2 separate regions of the Hordeum vulgare genome follow, and region 1 is linked to region 2. Evidence: chromatin contacts called from public Hi-C data. All regions are on one chromosome and are shown on one strand. Each heading gives the region's core, a stretch centred on a gene start, on an enhancer-like site or on the middle of the called end of the contact. The rest is flanking DNA. Distances are from core to core; before and after follow the strand shown.

Region 1 (2,904 bases), core at 80-2,579, 550 kb before region 2:
TCTCCTGGGTGCTATGATCTACAACCTTCTAACCTCCAAATCATGTCGGACGCCATAGTGGGCGAGCAAATGGTCGCCGCCATAGCAGACAACCAACGAAGAAGAGCCACTGCTTGGCAACCAGGATGAGCTCACATGTCGTTATCGTGTCACAGTCTGAACATGAACGCCGCTGCAAATCTCAGGAATCCTGAGAAAGAAATGCAAAATTTTAGAGCACTGATCCATCAACATGCCACGCCAGAATCAAACCTACAACGCTGCTCTACATCACAAACAGAGCAACACGATCGTGCAACATAAGAAGGAATAGGTGATGATTGACGAGCACGATCCCACCACAAGATAACTAATAAAACAGCACCGAAGCAGCGCATGCATACATGGAGAGGATGAACCGCATCTCAATGGCAGAGCGAAGCTCAACTTGGATGAAACTATAAGGAACACCCGTTGCCTGAAACGGGAATGAGAACAAACAGCCAGCTCACATCACAGGAACCTGGGTAACACAAAACGCACATCAGCAAATACACAGGTGACAGCACCATGAGTCAAAACACAAAGAGAAGCAACAACTCCGGTCGTATGAACTACCTCCACGGGAAAGATCAACCGGAGCGAAAACAAGAACAACAGGAGCACCATCCTGGGAGCACACGTGCAAAGGGTCTGACCCACCATCGTGGTCCATGAATCTTGCAAGGACACAATCAATCAGTCGAGCACCTCGCGCGTGCTCCACAGCTTCAAACGAAAACACAATCAAAGACTTGTTTTTTAGTCAGGGGCGGCACAGAGGAGCCACTCGGAGAGCCTGGGGAGGGGAGGGTGAGCAGGCCGTTGAGCCCGGCGGTGAGAAGGTTGCACGCATCGACGCTTGTTGGCGCGACGGGAGAAGGGAAGGCGACGCACCTTGTGGCACAGTTGATGCATGATCTCGGCTATCATGCCGACATAGCGCCTCCGACCACACCATCGTCCCGACATCACCACGCCTCCACCGCCACCACTACCCGCTCCTCCGCTCGTGGGCGCAGCACCGGGGGCGCGAGGTCGTTGTGGCATCCCCTTCATCCCCCTCCTCTATTACCATCATGAAGGCTGGGTGGAGCGCGAAGACGAGAAGGCTTGGGGATGGAAGATCGGAGGTGGATGCCTTCTCTGGTGAAGGGCGCCAGAAGAGCTGGGATGCGCCGATGGGGCTCGGGCGACGGCGGCGGCAACCCTAGCCCGCCTGAGGAAGGGAGGAACAAAAGGGGCCGTTGCGTCATGCCATTTTCTAGGAGAGAAATTAATTCTACCTTTTTTAAAAATAAAAAAATCCAACGTCACTGTAGATTCGACGCGGCATGGCTCAGCGATGGCATGTATGACGTGGCATGGCTCGGCGATCTACGCTTAGGTCACGTACAATGATTGATAAGATAGTTGGACTTAGGCCGTGTTTGTTTTATAAGTCCTGGGACTTTTTTAAGTCTCAACTTATAAGTCATAAGTGCCTACCTGTTTGTTTACACGGACTTATAAGTCCCGAGTCCCTACCTGTTTGTTTACAGAGACTTATAAGTCCATGTTGCACCTAATAATACACTTGTTCGCATGGATCGTCATCAGCCAACGCGTACGGCACACAGGATAAGCACCGCTGCAACGAGGCTCAGGAGAGGGCCTGTCCGGCGATTGGGGGCACCACTGCAACGAACCGAGGCAGAACAAACCGAGGCGGGGCGATGACGGGGCGGCGAACCGAGGCAGAACGAACCGAGGCGAGGCGGCGACGGGGAGGCGACGGGGCGAAAGGCGGGGCGGCGACGGGGCGAAAGGCGGGGCGGCGACTGGGCGAGAGGCGGAGCGGCGACGGGGCGAGAGGCGGAGCGGCGGCGGCGATTGGACCGAGAGGCGGAGCGGCGTGCAGGGAACGATCCTGGAGCGACGCGGGGTAGGTCCGACCCGGGATAAGTCCCAATAAGCTCCTCCTTGAGAGTCTTATTTGATAAGTCCCAAATCACCGCAATAAGTCCTTTGTGTTTGGTTTAGGTGGGACTTATAGGGACTTTTTTAAGTCCCTAAATCAATAAGTCCCTGGAAACAAACACCCTCTTAACTATACAGCGGCGCCGCATATGAGGCCCTGTTTGTTTCATAAGTCCTAGGACTTTTTTAAGTCCCAACTTATAAGTCATAAGTCCCTACCTGTTTGTTTACACAGACTTATAAGTCCCGAGTCCCTACCTGTTTGTTTACAGGGACTTATAAGTCCATGTTGCACCTAATAAAATACACTTGTTCACATAATCTTTGTTCATACAAATGAATTGCAGAATAGTGACAACCGAAATAACAATTATTCATAACACTTGTTCATACAAACGAATTAACACTTGTTCATAAGAACCAAAATAAGAGAGAGTACATAACAACCGAGATAACAGAAATTACATAAGCGAAGAACACTTCTTCATATCATTGTTGTTTCAAGGACCATAACCCATCAGCGATCCAAGCTCTGAATTGATTCATAGCAGCACTGTCCATCTCATTTGTTGAATCATTTGTTGTAGTCGTTGACATAGACAATGGTACATAAATTTCATCTTGATCACACAAGTCGAAATCTATATCGGCGAGTTGACTTTGTCTAATAAAATTGTCCAGTGCAATGCAAGCCACAATTATTTTGCTTTGTTTGTTGTTGTTGATAACTAGGCAAGTGAAACAAAATCCTCCACTTGTTCTTCAGGACTCCAAAACACCTCTCGATGACATTTCTAAGTGAAGAATGGGTGAAATTAAAGTGTTCCTTTTTTCCTCTAGGCATTGTGCCATCACGGTACTCCTGGAAATGATAGGTTAAACCCTTGTATGGTGAAAGATAACCCGATCTATTTGGGTACCCTGAGT
Region 2 (2,954 bases), core at 235-2,734:
GCGACACGGCATCCGCGCACAGTGGTTCTGATACATAAATCTGACGAAGAACTACTCGGGATAGTGGCGCACCACATCGACGTCCGCTGACCGCGCGCCGAAGGCAGAAGCAATCTCAGCGCTCACTTGGGCGCAGGAGATGTCATGGCGAGCCCCCTCCAGCCAAGCCACAACCGCGTTGGAGGAGAGGAGCGCGGATTCCACTTGCATCTCCGGCGTCGTCGGGACGACGATGAAGTCCACATCCGACCTGGACGAAGCATCTCCACGACGCGACATCTGGGGCTGAGGCAACTGAAGCACAGGAGGTTGCTGCGCAGGGATCTCCGAGCCATGCCCGGGACGGGGCGCTGTCTCTTGTGCGGGAGCAAGAGCTGGGCGAGGCAATGGAGGAGGAGGCACATAATTGCAGTCGAGCGAACTAATTGGCTTCCATTTGTTGCGACAACCACGGGCCTTGTGGCCATTATGAAGGCAACGGCTGCAGTGGACAGGGTCACGCCACGTCACTGCATGGTGGCCGCATGCGAGGCACCGACAATAACGACCACGAAGCCAGCTGGGGATGGGCAGTGGCTTGAATGCCGGAGCAGGCAAAGCCGGGCGAAGCGGGCTCGCATGAGAGCAAGTACAATAAGGTACAGTCAGGAGGCTGTAAGAATTAAAATACTATATTTTTGCTGAGTTGGATGAGAGAGAAGAGGAGAGAGAAGGGAAGGGGGCTCTTCATGAAGAGCCGGCTCTAGCACGTGCTCCTAGGTGCTTTGTGAGAATGAAAGGTGAGCCATATATGATAAAGGTAGTACTCTTTTGTAGCTAACTATTGTACAAGCTAGATATAAGATGAACTATAAGACTGCTTATAGCCAGCAGTTGGCTATACTATTAAGCATGGTGTGAGTATGTTCTGCAGTGCAATTAAAATAGAAATACACTTCATTCTTATGTAATGCTGTTTTATTTTCAGCTACTGTTATTTAATACTCACATTATTGATAAATTATTGAACAAGGAAAGTAGTAGTAGCGAGGTTGATGATTTGATGGTACCAAATCAAGTGTGCAGGCTTTATACTTTGGAAGAAAACAAAATTATGCATGTTTCGTGGTGCCAAGTCAGGAGTACCTAAGATATCCCAAAAGAGGTGGGCATGGCGTGGATGAAAAAAAACAATGAATCGACATCGATTTCGTTCCTGTCTGTCACGCTCGATCCCCTCTCAAAAAAAGAAAAAACCTTACTAGCATGGGAAACATCGAACAACGCCTATGGATTGATAAAGGTCGGTTGGGTTCACGCCGCAAAAAAAAAAAAAGAAAAAGATCGGGTTCACACATGACGACACACACAACCCGACAGTTCCTTCCGGAGCACAATCCGGCAGTTCCTTCCGGAGCACAACTCCCCGCTGACCGGGTCAGCCCTTCCGCCCCCTGCAGTTCCTTCCCGCCATTTCCTCTCCCCATGACCGACTTAACCCCACACAATCCGCCGCCCCCAAACCCCCCGACTTTAAAAATCACGAGAAGCAACCCACCCCACACCCACCCCACCTCTCGCGCTTCCTCTGTCTCTGCGCCGCCGCCGCCGCCGCGCGATGCCTCGCCGAAACGGGAATGCATCTGGTAAGTCCCCTACTTATGCTGAACCCCTCGAATCCCGCCCCTCAAGCCTGAATCCCCGCCTCCCATCGCAGGCCCCGGCGGCAGTCGTCGCCGCCGGCGCGACGACCACGACGAGAGCGTCCCCTCCGATAACACCTCCGACTCCGACTTCGTCGCCGGTACGGATGACGAGGCGGGGGACGACGACGACGAGTTTGCCTCCGATGAAGACGCCCCTGCGCCTGCGGTGGCGGTGGCGCCGCGTCCGGCGTTGTCACCACGGCCGCGCAAGTCCAAGTGTAGGCGGAAGACGAAGAAGGGGAAGCGCGACGAGGACGGGCCGCCCCTGCCGTGGGAAGAGTGGGCGGAGGCTAATACCAAGTGGCTCGACGAACGCGTCGGGGCGTCGGAGGAGACCAACACCTCGGCGGCGGCGGTGGTGCCAACCGCGGAGCCGGCCCCGGAGGTGCTGCTCCAGCTGCTGCGCTTCCAGAAGGAGTGGCTCGCGTGGGCGCTGGCGCAGGAGGCCTCGGTTTCGCGCGGCGGCATCCTCGCGGACGAGATGGGCATGGGGAAGACCATCCAGGGCATCGCACTCGTCCTCACCGCGCGCCAGCTACGCCCCCCCGGCTCGTCCTCGCCACCGTCCACATCACTGGGCCTCCCGATGCGCCGGGTAGGGTGCACCCTTGTGATCTGCCCCGTGGTGGCCGTCATCCAGTGGGCGCAGGAGATCGAGCGGCACACGGCCAAAGGCAGCGCGCGCGTGCTGCTCTACCATGGTGCTCGCCGGGGCTCTCAGAAGCACGATTTCGACACCTTCGACTTCGTGGTCACCACCTACTCCACCATTGAGGCGGACTACCGGAAGCACATAATGCCACCCAAGATTCGGTGCGAGTACTGCAATAAACAGTTTTACCCCGAGAAGCTCAAGATTCACTTGAGATATTACTGTGGACCCGATGCTCTCCGCACTGAGAAGCAGGCGAAGCAGAAGAGCAAGAAGTCGGCTGATACCAAAGTGAAGGGGAAGGGCAAAGCAAGTGCTCACAAGAGGAAAAACGGTATTGAGGAGGAGGATTGCGAGGAATTGGCTAGCGAATCCAGGGGCAAGTCACTTCTACACTCAGTGCGGTGGGAGCGGATTATCTTAGATGAGGTGATCATATGCCCTTTCTTGCCGCCTTTTTTACGATTCGGCAATTTAATAAACTGCATATATAGATATGAAGTATCACGAAGTAATCGATTTTTTTTTTAAATGGAACACTTAGTTGTGGTTCATACTGTCAATCTGCCATGTGTCTGTATTACTTCTTAGCGATGTAACCCCGTTTTCTTCGACTA

The links. A called contact is a pair of places that touch in the nucleus more often than the background predicts.
Region 1: a Hi-C map of leaf shows a contact between it and region 2, with 6 times the contacts expected there. The contact joins the enhancer-like site here to the promoter of LOC123425921 in region 2. A contact is called at or near these places in 1 of 6 Hi-C or Micro-C datasets (leaf) and 1 of 1 datasets of contacts at active chromatin or transcription factors (embryo).

Annotation. Positions count from the first base shown.
Region 1 is chr2H:220,847,931-220,850,834 of MorexV3_pseudomolecules_assembly, reverse strand. No RefSeq gene overlaps it. Among protein-coding and RNA genes, the nearest start is that of LOC123425922, 160 kb to the left of the region's middle. Within about 2 kb of position 1,329, at least 2 of the 3 cell types and tissues checked have open chromatin away from gene starts, as enhancers often do. A contact at or near this core is called in leaf, where this site is marked.
Region 2 is chr2H:220,299,548-220,302,501 of MorexV3_pseudomolecules_assembly, reverse strand. LOC123425921 (DNA repair protein RAD16) reads left to right here and starts at 1,484. Exons shown (of 15, transcript XM_045109684.1): 1 at 1,484-1,625; 2 at 1,697-2,766. The coding sequence starts at 1,598. It also overlaps the pseudogene LOC123426183.